Regions from separate parts of the Xenopus tropicalis genome. Here region 1 is linked to region 2. A link is a contact called in public Hi-C data. All regions are on one chromosome and are shown on one strand. Each heading gives the region's core, a stretch centred on a gene start, on an enhancer-like site or on the middle of the called end of the contact. The rest is flanking DNA. Distances are from core to core; before and after follow the strand shown.

What was found. Hi-C and Micro-C count contacts between places; a contact is called where the count stands out from the background.
Region 1: a Hi-C map of neurula embryo shows a contact between it and region 2, with 1.9 times the contacts expected there. The contact joins the promoter of c4orf47 here to the enhancer-like site in region 2. A contact is called at or near these places in 4 of 5 Hi-C or Micro-C datasets (brain, liver, neurula embryo and 1 more).

The regions. Positions count from the first base shown.
Region 1 is chr1:44,469,500-44,476,842 of UCB_Xtro_10.0, reverse strand. c4orf47 (UPF0602 protein C4orf47 homolog) reads left to right here and starts at 3,410. Exons shown (of 8, transcript XM_002934264.5): 1 at 3,410-3,644; 2 at 4,556-4,691; 3 at 5,960-6,179; 4 at 6,637-6,774; 5 at 7,236-7,311. The coding sequence starts at 4,598. ufsp2 (UFM1-specific peptidase 2) reads right to left here and starts at 3,030. Exons shown (of 12, transcript NM_001126988.1): 1 at 3,016-3,030; 2 at 2,000-2,078; 3 at 1,063-1,246; 4 at 904-958. The coding sequence starts at 3,018.
Region 2 is chr1:44,397,752-44,404,305 of UCB_Xtro_10.0, reverse strand. sorbs2 (sorbin and SH3 domain containing 2) reads right to left here. Exons shown (of 22, transcript NM_001141994.1): 16 at 5,977-6,091; 17 at 5,761-5,889; 18 at 5,265-5,468; 19 at 1-727. Among named protein-coding and RNA genes, the nearest start is that of pdlim3, 36 kb to the left of the region's middle. Within about 2 kb of position 5,250, at least 1 of the 11 cell types and tissues checked has an H3K27ac peak or open chromatin away from gene starts, as enhancers often do. A contact at or near this core is called in neurula embryo, where this site is marked.

The sequences.
Region 1 (7,343 bases), core at 2,161-4,660, 74 kb before region 2:
TCTGTGCCTCCAAAGATGCCCAGTACCTGATTCACTGCACATGCTCTGTGATGCTGTCATTACTGAGCTTAGGGACCAGTGCATAATATACTGTATATACAGAATATCACAAAATGTCACAATATAACTGCTGACTAATAATACATACACATAATTACTACATGTCAGCTCAGAAACCAGTGCACTTAGCTTTGGAATTGAATAATCAGCCCTGTAGCATCAGCTTATATTAAGGCCAACCTCAATTGTGACAACCCCTAAGCTTAGCTTCTCAACAGCTGCTCATAGCCCACTAAGCATACACTTTCAAGATGGAGAGCTGCTGTGACAGGTTTGAAGGCCTGGATCATTGCTGCAATTGTGATGCTGAAATTTTAGAATAGGCCGTAAGTTCAGGATATAAAATATGGCATTTTTAGCCATATTCATTTTTAGAGTTAGTTATCCCAATGACCCCAAATGTTAATATGCAAATAACTAGTAATTAAGTTTAGATAAATAAGTCATATTTAGTGTACTGGTTCAAATAGAAAGCATGGGGGCAGGTTTTGAGACTTTTCTGTGTTGCACCACATCTCACCTGGATTCACTAAAAATCGACACACTGAAGGCAATGTTTTGGGAAATTACCCAGGACTGCCACACAAAGTGATTTACATCTGCCAAATTCAATAGATCCAAATGGAAAGGTATTTTCCATTTTTTTGGCGCCTAGAAGAGGGGATTTCTAACAGGCAACAAAGCACCCTTTAATCATTGATCTAACACCCTTGTGATATTAGCTGAATGTTTATATGGCAAATAACCCAGAAATAGTTTGGGTTAAAAAAAGGCTTGGATATACACAGTGACTTATACTAAGACTTATTTACACAAACTGAAAAACAAATTGTGTGTTCATACCAAATCTTGGATTTTTTTCTCTTTCTTTTTAAAAACTTTGCGTTCATCATCCATCCTGCAACAAAAGAAAATAAAAATAAAGGGGGACAAATTAAATGGAAACAGTGAAATTCAAAAATTTTAAAAACAAAAAGATAAAGAGATTCAATGTTTACTTACTGAATAAAGCGCAGAATGTCTTTGCATGGAGTATCGTCTCTTAGTTCTGTGGGATGTGTGCATATTCCTGCATTGGGCCATATGTACAGAACACTGTTACAAACATTCAGCACCAGGGATTCTGATAGGAGCTTGGCAGAGAGGTCACACACTGCTCTAAAAAGAGCTTTTTTGGCAGAGGCTTCTATTATATCACAAAAAGTAAAAAGAAGTAGGATCAGTACAGATTGTTTAAACTGTAAAAGCTTATTAGTTATTACATAAAGGTATGGGAGTTAAATATATTGCGTGTTTTTTTTTTAAATTCAAAATTTAATTTCATTTTTTTTTAAGAGAATTGGCTTTTAATTTTTGAGAAAGATTGGACACTGGTATACAAAAAAAGACATACAAAAACTTGAAAGTTTTCAAAGAAAGGCAACCAGGTCTATTAAGGGCGAAGATACAAGTGATTTAATAGTTGCTTTGGCTTTTTAAAAAAAGGCAATCACAGCAACTAATTGCAGCGACAGTCCTGCCGCAAGTTATTATGGAATTCCCTGCGACTACTCTTGTGTGGTTTTGTGCTGCATGGATTAGTTGCTGTGACTTTTTAAAAAGTCGCGGCTACTAATCGCTGCGTGAATCTTTGCCCTGAAGTGATTTGTTCAGGTCCACAGCCCAAATGATAGGAACTGCAGGAAGTAAATAGAAGCTGTGGCTCTGGATGCAGACCGATTAATCAAGGGATAGGCATGTTACAAAGATACCGGTTGGGAATGTTCACCCAACATACATGTACTGAACACTGAATTAAAAATGGTGCATTTTCCCACTCACTGGAGTACATGCATGCACATAAGGAGTGTGTGTCCCAGATTAATCATTATGCACATGCGTGTGACACAGTATTGGTCGATGTGCCCCCCAGTCCTATATCATTCACATGCGAACATACCATCAGTCGCAGTCAAAGGGAATGATAAATTCAGGCCACCTCGTGTTCTGAAAATGATACATGGCGATGTTAAAACTACCTGCAGATTAAAATAACATTTTCGTCACCATGATCGTAAAAACAGTTTTCTTTAGTTTAAATGATCTAATAAAAGACAAAATTGTTGTTAGACAGAAGTTAACATGGTACAAACAATGAATTGGTTTTACACACCATTGCCACTTCGCCAGTATTTTACCATTCTATACACTACAAATAAATAAGTGCTTGCCATGTTATTAATAGGGAAGGTAGACAAACCAAAAAAAATTGTTAAAATGTTGTTAAAACTATTTATTAATACTACTCCAAATCAGGGGAATGACTAAGAGCACACAAGGGAGGGATCATTGGCCAGGGCCAGATAAACATGTGTAAAACTTTTCATTGTCCCAATATTTTTGTTATAACAGTTTCTAGCTTGCGGTGTGTGGGAATACTTACACACCAATAGTGTCTAATATAAAACTTACATTGCAGCAGAAATATGGAAATGTAATTTAATAGGGTCCTATTGAAACAAACAATTCACATTTTGACTGATTCACTTGTTCTCTGCGATTATACAGTACTTTATACTTTCTGATAACTAAGCCACCATAAACCCATGCTAATGGAAAATAATACTAAAGTTTCTAGAAGACCAAGACAGTAGAAATCCTGGGACCCCTCAGGGGGTAGAACTGCATAAATCAGTATCCCCTATATTTGAGCTACAAATGCCAGCATGCCTTTAACAGCTGGAAGGCTGCAGGCTAAATACTAAACATTAAACAAGTCGTTGCTCCATATAATATTTACTTTGGCGGGCCAGTGACATTCCCTTTCTGCCCTGTCTAACCTTTAATCCACCACACAGGCACAGCGGACTACAGAGTCGAAGTGTTTGGTTTTAAGAATAAGGTGCCATCCCCTCGCCCTGTATGAACACATTCTCTACCCAAACTGTGTGTACTGTGTTATACTGCTCAACTCACCATGACTGCGACTCCAGCCACTTCCTCACTTTACGGCAGCCCCTAATGATGAGCTGTACACAAACTACTTCCTGCCTCTTTTTTGCAACTCAAACGTATACCGCTAAAATATTCAGCGGGTTACCCATCTAGTTCTATGGCACAAAGACTAGGGATCGCAAGCCATATACCCTTACAGATAAATACACACGCCTCTACCAAAAACAAATTGACAGCAACAGCTCGATTTGCATGGGCACGCCTACATCCAAATGTAGTAACCAATGCGCATGCACGGAACCTGCGGAGGACTACATTACCCTAAATGCATTGCGTGTCAAAGCTTCCAATGCAGGTACAGTGTAAAGTTGGAGCTGTACCAAGTGGGGATGTGGGGTGTATATGGCCGTTTTCTGGTAACCATATCTGCTACTGTACACTTTCTCAGCATGTCACGCTTGTGCTTACATATACTAGACAACAGTCAATAGAAGGATAGGTTCAACCAAAAGTCGCGAAGGCTTTAAAATAAACGTTTGGAGGCTTTAGTGCGACCGAGAACCCCCCACGATGTAAAATGGAATGCGCTGTTCTGTCTCCGCAGCAACCAGATGTAACAACAGTTGTACTGAGAGAGACACAGCGCTTAGGTGAGAGATGGAGACTCTGGGGTGGTTACCTGCTGAATTAAATAAGGAAATGTTAATTAAATATTCAGGTGTAACATGGCCACTTGGGCACAGGCTCGCATTCAAGCAGCAAATGTGCTTTAAAGAAAATGATAGCACACACTGCAAAGTTTCACCAGTGCAGTTAACCATAGCAACCAATCAGTAGTTACTGTTAAAGTATGTATGTATGTATATGTATATCTTTATTTATGTACGCAGCACTGTACAGTAGAATACATTAATACAAACAGGGGGTTAAAGATAATGGATAAATACAAAGTACACCAATAAATACAAATAAATACAAGGTACAGTTGCAATAAGAGTCAGAAACACAAGATGAAGGAGGTCCCTGTCCCGTAGAGCTTACAATCTATATGGGAGGGGTAACTAACAGACACAAATGGGCAAACAAGTACAAGAAAAGGCAAATTCACTGCCAATTTGTTAGGCTTTTCCAAAGGAATACATTTGCTTACACTTTACCCCTGACAGATCCTCCATAAAAACACAGCAACCCACAGTTATTTTAATCAGTGCCCTGTGCCACAGTCAAAAATGTATGTATGTATGTAGCGCTGTACAGTAAGTAGAACAATACATAAATAAAACAAAATGGGCTCATCACAATAATAGATAAATAAAAAGTATGATAATACATAAAAATAGATACAAGGTATGACTACTATAAATTAAGAATCAAAAAGACAAGAGGATAGAGGTCCCTGCCCCGTAGAGCTTCCAACCTAAATCCCATTGTGGTGTGCAAAAATGTGCTTTTTCTACATGTGCCTGCCCTGGGTAATATATTTGGCTCAATGTTTGGGATTTGAGCATGTGAAGACTAAAAATCATATCTTACAATTTCTATTTTAATCCATTTATTCAAGGTGTTATTTCCCCTGGGCTTTTCAAACCTTCACAGTTTTAAAATGCCTGAAGGAAGGACTGATATGGAGAGGATTGGCCTCTTCAGTGAGATGGGATATACCAGCATTGGAGATAAATATGCGCCCCCCGGCTCCAGTAAGTATGGACTTAGTCCTGTGTAAATAACAACTTAAAGGCTGGCACGTCATTAGTTGGATGCATTTTCTTATGAAAAGTGTCTCCTAACCAATGCATTGGCTTCTTATATGGGCAAATATATTTCCAGGAGATTACTAGCATGGCTGGAGTATGCTGAGATTATGTGGTATGGCCTGGGTTTCATGGTCCATGGTTCAAATGGTTCCAGCGAAGCTTGGAGGGCCAAGGGATATACTCTTGCTGCCCTGTCCAACTAAACTCACCCTTTAATCCACCACACAGGTACAGTGAACTACAGTGTCGAAGTGTTTTATTTTGAGATCAAGGTGCCATCCCCTCGCCCTGTATGAACACATTCTCTACCCAAACTGTGTGTGCTGTGTTATACTGCTCAACCTACCATGACTGCTCCTCCAGCCACTTTCTCATGTGTACTTTAAATATTTTTCAACCATAAATGTTCTGCAAATATTCCGTATTTTATTTCATGTGTCATCACCCCTCCCATTGGTGTGATTCACTCAAACGCAACTGTGTATTTGTGCTCCCTCACACCTTTTAAATATATCACTATTAACCAGCCCTCTTCTTTTTCTATCCGCACATTGCCACTTTCTCTTACATGTTCATACTGAAACTCTTGGGAGAGAGCTGCCTCCTTGGATCATTATCCTCTTTATTATCATCCATTATCTACCCTTCCGGTGAACACTACTAACAGCCCCTTCATTTATCCTCTAGAAGGGGATTTCCACTTTCTTTTCCTATCAGCACTATCTCCAAGGTGCAGCCTCTCTCAGATAGATTCAGAAGGCTGATGCTTCTACAGTGTGCCCCTTTACACTGTGCCCCTTGTGCCAGTCAGTTCTGCCTAACAATCTGCATCCATAGGGCTGTCCAGGTGGGCTTTCGCTTTTGGGACCTCCTTCTCTTCTCTTGTAGGTTCTTAGGAATAGCCAAAAGCAGTAGACTGGATCCCAACTGGGGGTGCTACCCTCCTGGTGACTACTCAATACTGGGGACAACTCTGATCATGGGTGGGTGGGTGGGTGGATGGGTGTATGCAGGTTGCTTAGTTCCACCACAAGACAACAGTTTCATAGAAATCAGACAGTCTGCAGGAAGTTTTTGCATAAACTTTCAGACAGCCCTGCAACATTTGGCTTGTATGCCTCATTGTACCAAATTCATATAACCAGAGTTATGCACAGGGAATTGTTAATTTCCAAATTTTCTTTGCAAACTAATCAATTATGCTTTTTCAGAACCCTTTAATGAATCTGCAAGTAAGAATAGACAAATACTTCCTGGAGGCTCCAAATCCATGGCTAATATTTTAGGTGGATACTTTGATGCTCAGTTCAAGAGAGTTTTTGAAGGGGAATCTTACTCTGATGTTTTAAAGCAAAGAAGACAGTATCGAATGCAGCAAAGCAAAAAGAACTTGGGAAAGCCCTTCCTCCCATCCAGTGGAGAGAAAAAGCCGTAAGTAAGGAAATGTTAGCACCCTGAAAAACAGACATTATTACAGTCTGTTGCCCAAAATAGGTTGTTTCTAGGGTGTGTTTTCTGTATAAAGGTTATTTCCATGCCTAAATCTACTAAAATGCAAAAACATGGATCTGTGCAGAGTTAGTTATAGCATACAAGGCATTATCTTAGTATCACAATGGAACAGCAAATCAGACAATTATAAAAACTGTGAAATGTACCATACATCTATACAGGCATAGGTATGGATGCAGCATAGATATATGCTCTAAGCACAATTCTATTAGACATTTTGAAGGCAGAGTGGCCCTTTAAAACATATTGCAGAACAAATTAAAAGCCTTATGAATTTCTGTAATTGTTCTATTTCATTCCAAATTACTGAGGTGCAAAGAAATGTACAATGTTTCTTAGTGATGTAATGTACAACTGTTTATATTCTTAATTCTAGATCTGGATTGGGCAGTTTCTATGGCACTGTTGGAGGTCCGGTGGTGGCATTTAGTGCTGAACTAAAACCAAGGAAAGCATACACTGCACCAGGGAAAAACTTCTACACTAATCCTCCAAAACAGGGCAGTGGATATGGGTAAGAAGCTGTACTGTACTGTCTGTACTACATGGTTTAAATGCATTGCATCTTGGGTGTATGCAGTGCACAGGGGTCATTAGAAGTGATGCATATTATATGCTGATCCTATAATTTTATGGCTCAGTGTATTAACAAGTGCAAACAGTGGTGTAACTACTCCACACTGCCCCCCCCCCACCAAAGAATCTGCAGAGGGGCCCAGTGTGCACAACAACAGCAACCTTCCCCCTGTGTACCTGGCCCCCATGCCTGGCTCCCACCAGAACATGTAGCTAGGAGCAGGGGACATGAGTGGTTGGGTGGGTGGCTGGGTACTATAGTTTCTACAACTATAGGGGAAGCAGACCCAGAGTCTACTTCCTCTATAGTTACACTACTAAGTGCATAGGGAACTTTCCAGCACTGTTTCTTCCATATTACTTTGCTGCACATTTACTTTAATATTCTACTTTCCACAGATATACCAGTGTAACCATAGGTAAACCATATCTATACTCCTCTGAAAATTATGACATCGCAACAGAGTTAATAAAGGTAAAATGAACATTGAATAGTATAGATACATT
Region 2 (6,554 bases), core at 4,001-6,500:
CATCTTCCTCTATGTAGAGTGCTGGAAGTTGCTCTGCATGAGGTTCGCACCTATAAAACCCTGAATCTTGACTTTTCATCTGACCCCCTTCGATGATTGACAGCAGCTCCTCACAGATTTCCTCTTCCTGGTCATCCACCAATTGCAGGTTTTTGGGCGACAGAGCGTTTGTAGCAGACTCTGTGTGGATTGGGTCAGCAGCTACTGGCTCGGATACATTAGAAAGATCAGAAGAGATTGCAGTGGCGTGTTTGCCACAGCAAAGTCCTTGTATATCTGACTGTGCCAAAAAAGTCTCTTCTTGAATGCATTTATCACTATTAGTTAAAGGCATTACAGAGGTTTCAATCTGTTGAATTATGGGACTGGAAATTACTGTATCAGGAAAGAGTGGAGGTACGGGAAGGTGGCAACTCGAAATGGTTTTGGGGGACGTTATTGGAACAAAATGTCCTTCTTCAATTCGGGGAGTGAAATTACTTGAACTAAATGGTTCGGGCTGGATTACAGTTAATGGCAAAGAGCTAGGCTTCTCTGCACTGGAAAGAAATTGGTCAGGAAAAGGCGGTAGGGTTGGGGCAGGTGTAGTTGATGGTGAAAAGCCAACAGTCAAATTTAACCATTCGCTGGTGACAGCATCTAATTTCCCCTTACTAGTGTCTGTACAGGAAGCTGAGTCAGGCCTTAGAGTAAGGGGTGGAGTACGTAGCCTCTTAGTTGCAGCCGACTTTAGAGATAAGGAAAAAAGTTTAAGAGACACAGCAGGAAAAAAACTATACTGAATGTCAGAGAAGGCAAAACATTTCATTGTACAGGTACGCATGCCAAAATAATACCAGCACATGGAATCAGGTAAGCAAAATAGGGGTAGAACTTCACTGCCTCCACTGTGGGTGCTACTGGTTGTCCATCTATTATCTAAGGTAGGCTATTGATCTCCTATATGGTTTAGTAATTGTGCTTTTGTACCTACAACTGCAGCTAAAAGTCCATTGGTTTTTATACCTAGTATCATATAAGAATTAAGTCACATAGCCTACTCAGGGGGCTCCATGCATATAAAGGAAAGAATACACTGAGTTGTATATAAGGGTTACTTTTAATCACTCTCAATCTATATTACTCCCCCTAACTGCTACACACTGGGATTTACTTGTCTGTGCTGAGAGTGCCATGGCCATCCTACTAAAGCTAGTATGTAAACTGGTCATACCAATTGCCCCCAGTCAGCTTCCATTTTAGTAAAGACCACTAATATTACTAAAAATTGGACCCAGCCCTTATTCAAAAGAAACTATAGGGTAAACCCTTATTAAATGCTGTATCAAAATATACTTGTGCTGTGAGAAGAAAAAAAAAGCCATGGGAGAGGGAAAGGAATGTGTGTTGTGGACCAACTGACTCTGTATAAAAGCATCAAATAAATATCAATAAAAAGATGAGCCTCCTTTATGTGATATCACATTGGTATGAGAGGCACACAGGTTACTAATGGCTGTACATTACTGCCACAATGCAGTAATAAACATATTCTCTACATATACAGTAGCACATATAGGGGGCAACCAAGTCATATTCTCTGTGGTGCTCTTCCTTGCTTGACCAATCAAAGCTAACCAGTTGACTCATACAGCATGGGGGGCATCACATCATGTTTTTGAATAAGTTCATTATATATTATTTGTTAAATTGTAAAACTATCTACAACCCCATTCTAACTGGCCTAGTGACAAATCCTTTAGCAAAGTTACGTAGCACATTCCTAGTTATGGCATAGAGCAGGCAACTGCTCAGCTTTAAGCGCTTAATACCTTGGAAAATGACTAATAATTTAGGATACTGAAGCCAGACATGGAGCCATTCAGATGTTAAAAACTACGACTCCCACCATCCCCTGCTGAAGGGCCACAAAAGCATGAAGGTTTCAATGATGTCCCTCTGAAGTGATGTGGGGGTGATTAACTGTATAAAAATAGCTGCTCACAATTTACCCCCAAACATAGTTGTGAACTGATGACAGATATGTACAGACAGTGTCTATTTCTAGCAAAGTGACATCCTAGTGATTCAAGTGTTGATGAAGACTCACAGAAATCTTTTTCTAGCCACGGCAGGTGACTGGGATACCAGATACCGCTTGTGTTTACACATGAACCATGGCTTCCTATTTACAAAGATAGTGGGGGTCTGACATCAGCTCTGATTCTTTTTGTCTGCAACAGCGCTTATTAACTGCAGTTTTAACATTTTTAGAAGGCCTAGCATTTTTGCCTGACATTATGATGGGTATCCCCTGCTGTCAATCACACTCATACGTTCCCTGATCACGCACATCGGCTCGGAATAACCTACTGCTCTGCTCCCAGGCCTCGTTATGTAAGTACTGCGAATTCACTTCTTTCCTTCACTGGGGCTCATTTACTAACGTCTGTAGCACCTGCTTCACATTGGTGAATTCTTTTTATCACACTGGTTTACTAAGGTTGATTCATAGGAAAACTCCACTGTTTGGACCACATTTCCCTAAAGGCTCACCGCTAGCACGGACACCCCATCACAGCTACATATGTAGGGTTGCCACCTGTCTGGTTTTGACCTGGAAAGCCCGGTTTTTGGAAGGACTCTGTGAGATTGAGGGAGCAATCAGCCAATCGCCTTGTCATAGCCCTGCCCCTCCGTCATCACCACCTGCCTACGTTACGTCAATGTCCCACCCAGTGCCACACACCCCAGTCTGGTGTGGGAAAAGGTGGCAAGCCTATACATATGAAGGAGATACTCATGTTTTATATAGCAGCAGCAAGTTACTCAGTGCTTTTATTCCAATCAGGTATAAAAAGGCTCTTACAAAAATATAACAAAAAAATGTGTTATAATGGGTAATTTAAAAATAATGGGAAGGACTCATGGATAAAGAGTACAATAACACTAACAACTAGACCATTGTGCTAAATGGGGGCATTTCTACATGATTCTACAGTAAATACCTCCCTTGTTCCTGCATTACATACAGCTTTTGGCAGATAAGAGGCCTATAAGTAGTAGCCATAGTGCATTAATAAGCATAGTACAAATATGCAATAATGAGATGAGCCCAGCAATATTGCATTGCTGGGCTCATCTCATTACAAAGTAGATAAATGTATTCAATGTTTATTTGACTTTGCAACCCCCAGAGATTCCATATACATTTCAGGTATATCCACATTCCACTGACTTGATATGTACTTGGAATTAATCCTTCTATATGATATCATGAATACAAAATGCGACTTAGGTGGCTTAACCTGCACTGCATATAACTGAGACATAATTGTTGTCAGCATATCCCCCTGCACTGGCCATCAGCTGCCCCAACAGAACCACACATCTGTGCCCCGTATGTTAAATTGTGTACTTTAGTGCACACCCTTAGCTGAAGACCATAGCTGGCAGAGCTTCGCTATGTGTGGTAAAGCTTAATGATATTCCTATAAAGCCTTACATAGGCATGTCCACATGTTGACTACCAGTTCAATACATTTTTATCTATATTTTAGGTTAGGATTAATAAATACATTAGGTTTCCTTAAGCAAGCTCCAACCCAACATTAATGTCTGCTAAAATCCTTTCCAAAATGATACAGACAATATCCATTCATTATATATAATCACAACACCGTATAGTACATCAGTCTTGCTAGCTATACAAAGGTCATATTCTTGCAGATGCATTTCTCTTCACAACTACAATTTACATAAGTGATATCCAAAAGGAAGTCAGCCAACACTTGCAGGAACAGCCAGAGATCTCAGGTTCTGAGCTGTGATGCTCAGAAAGCCAACTAGGGAATTCCTAGCTAGCACAGATTAAGGCAGGGAGCTCTGGTTGCCATGAACTGGAATTAATGTGTTTTTTTAACCACAGCTGTTGCTGAAGATAGCTATGTACATCAGGAAGAACATGTTCAATAAATAACATGCCAATTTATGTCATTGTGATATATAATATAGAAATTGTTCCAAGTGGCTTTGAGTATAATTGTCTTAAGAAGGATTTCTACATGCAGAAGCAGACCCAGCACCATAGTTAAATGCAGTATCATTGTGAACATCTTAAATTCCCTCTACGCCAAAAATTCCCAGAAATCCAGCTCAATTGTGGCAGCCAAATAGTGGTATAAAACTATGCCCAGGTTAATAAACCTCAATTGTGTCCATCAAAAATGGCCATAAAACAGAAAAAGACAGAAGAGGGAGACAAAAAATTTAAAAAACTATAAACGCTGAATAATGAAAGCCAATAGTAAAGTGGCTAGGGATAAGCTATTCTATAACATACAAAAAGTTAACCCAAAGGTGAAAAACCCCTTTAAAGGCGAAGGAAAGTCATTTTGGCATTTTACTGCCAATAGATTTGCCACATTAGTGCCACCTAGAATGTTATATTTATTCTGCAGAAAGCTTTATCATACCTAAGTAAAGAGCTCTATAAGCTTTCTCTGTTTGTTTAAGATTGCAGCTGCCATTTTAGCTTGGTGTTCATAGCTTCCTTTGCAGTCTAGCCCTTATAGCTCAGATCACACATTCCTAAGGGTGGGGGGAGTAAGTTTTATGAATTCTTATGGGAGGGGGGAGCAGGAGAAGGGAGAGGGGAGAGATCTGGGCACGTGTCGATCAAGTTTAATTTAATTTTTCAGATAATGCTTAATTAATGTCTAGTTAATCAATGGGAAGGTAAAAAGCTGTCACTCAAAATCCTGACCCCAAAAGATCAACTTGACTTGTTCCTGGTTCAACAATATATGAGTGTGAGTATTAATGCCAATTCTATTTTCTATATTGTAAGTACTAGGCCAACCAGGAATTCTCCTTCTCATGCTGCCAAATGAATTTCTGCACCAAGTGCCATCTAGAAAGACTCGAGTGCATGCCCCCTGTTTACTGCATACCCCCTTGTGATCCTTATCAGAGTACCTACAAATGTGATTATTTTTCTCTACCGCAATACAAAATATGCAGCTGTTTTGAATGCAAAAAATGGATAGCATAATAGCTTATTAAACACCAGAGCACAAATAGATGTTTGATCATCACCAGCCACTTATCCAGTGTTCCAATGGCTGTGCTTCTAGTAATGGGAGCAATGGCAGCAGCCAAGATGTTGCATGAAAGCTCAGACAAAAGACCTTTTCTAACCAAAGGAATGTTATCTGAGACAGGGCAAATGCCACCAAAAGCAAAGGCTTTGCTCTATAATTAACTAGTAATACAAGGTTCCTTACCGTGGCAGGACTTGAATTGTGCATCCTGTCTATTGAAGTGCTCTGAGGTCCTGGACAATGGGAGGAATCCCCAGCACTTTTGGACGGACCCTTTTTTAAGATCTCCACATAGGCCACAGGGAAGATTCCCTGCCTTTTAGTCCCCACAATTTTACCTTCATACCAGTTTTGGTCAACTTGCTTAAGAAGCAAAACTCTATCACCCTGGGGGAAAAAAAGATATAAGTCACAGGTTGCACCTATACTGAATGCATAATGCATCGAGCAGTGCTAAGAAAGAAAGGGACCCACAGGTTAGAAAAAGCTAAATCTGCTAACTAAAGGGATAGGTCCATTTTGTGGCCCTAAGGATGCTGGGATGTGCCGGCTGCAGAGCCAATGGCTGGTGTCTGACCTATTAATTTTTATTCTTAATAGCGGAGAACCTACTGTAAGTTATTTCACTGTTATAAGGCAACAGATACACATGAACAATAAGAATAGTGGATAAAATTACCTTTTTGAGTGAAAGCTCCACGTTTGTGTCAGCAGTAAAATTGTATTTAGCCACTGCCTCTCCGATCTCTCGGGCCTGTGCTGGAGGAGGGGGGCGCGCTGGCTGTAATTTTTCTGTCAGGGTCATTTTCTACAACAGAAAGATTAATAAATATATATCTAATTTACGGTGAATGCTTGATAGTCATAAAATAAATGGAAAGAAAGGACTACAAACCTCAACATATGAAACTGGAAATATCCCTATTCTCCCATGGTGCTCCCCTTCGTACCAGTTCTTGTCTATTTTCCTGAGGATATAGACTGTATCTCCTTTACTGAAAGACAGTTCTCTGCAGGAAAATAAGGTGCAAACATTTCATATGCTGTAAAAGCTCAATAAAATGATAGGGGGTCATTTATTTACCTAATAACAGTGCAATAACCCATGGCAGTCAATCACACGTCAGACAGCTGCCAGAGAAGATCAATCACTGGTTGATATGGGTAACTGTCCAGTTACAAATTAGCCCAGTGCTAGTAAATAAGTGCATGAAACCTGGATATACTGAACTGAATCTGTCTCATTCAATTCTGTTTGCTATTCGCAATATGTGCATCTGGGAAGGCCTTCTATAAAAATGGTAAATCCCACCATTATCATAATCAGGCTAGGGGAATATATTTATAAAGTATATATTTTTTCTATATAGGCACCCAAGAGCCACCAGCCATAAAGCTGCAGCCCTAGGTGCCTATGTAGATCATTTGTCCCTGGACAGGGGGGTTTGTAGAGTGGATCTGTCATGCTCAGTT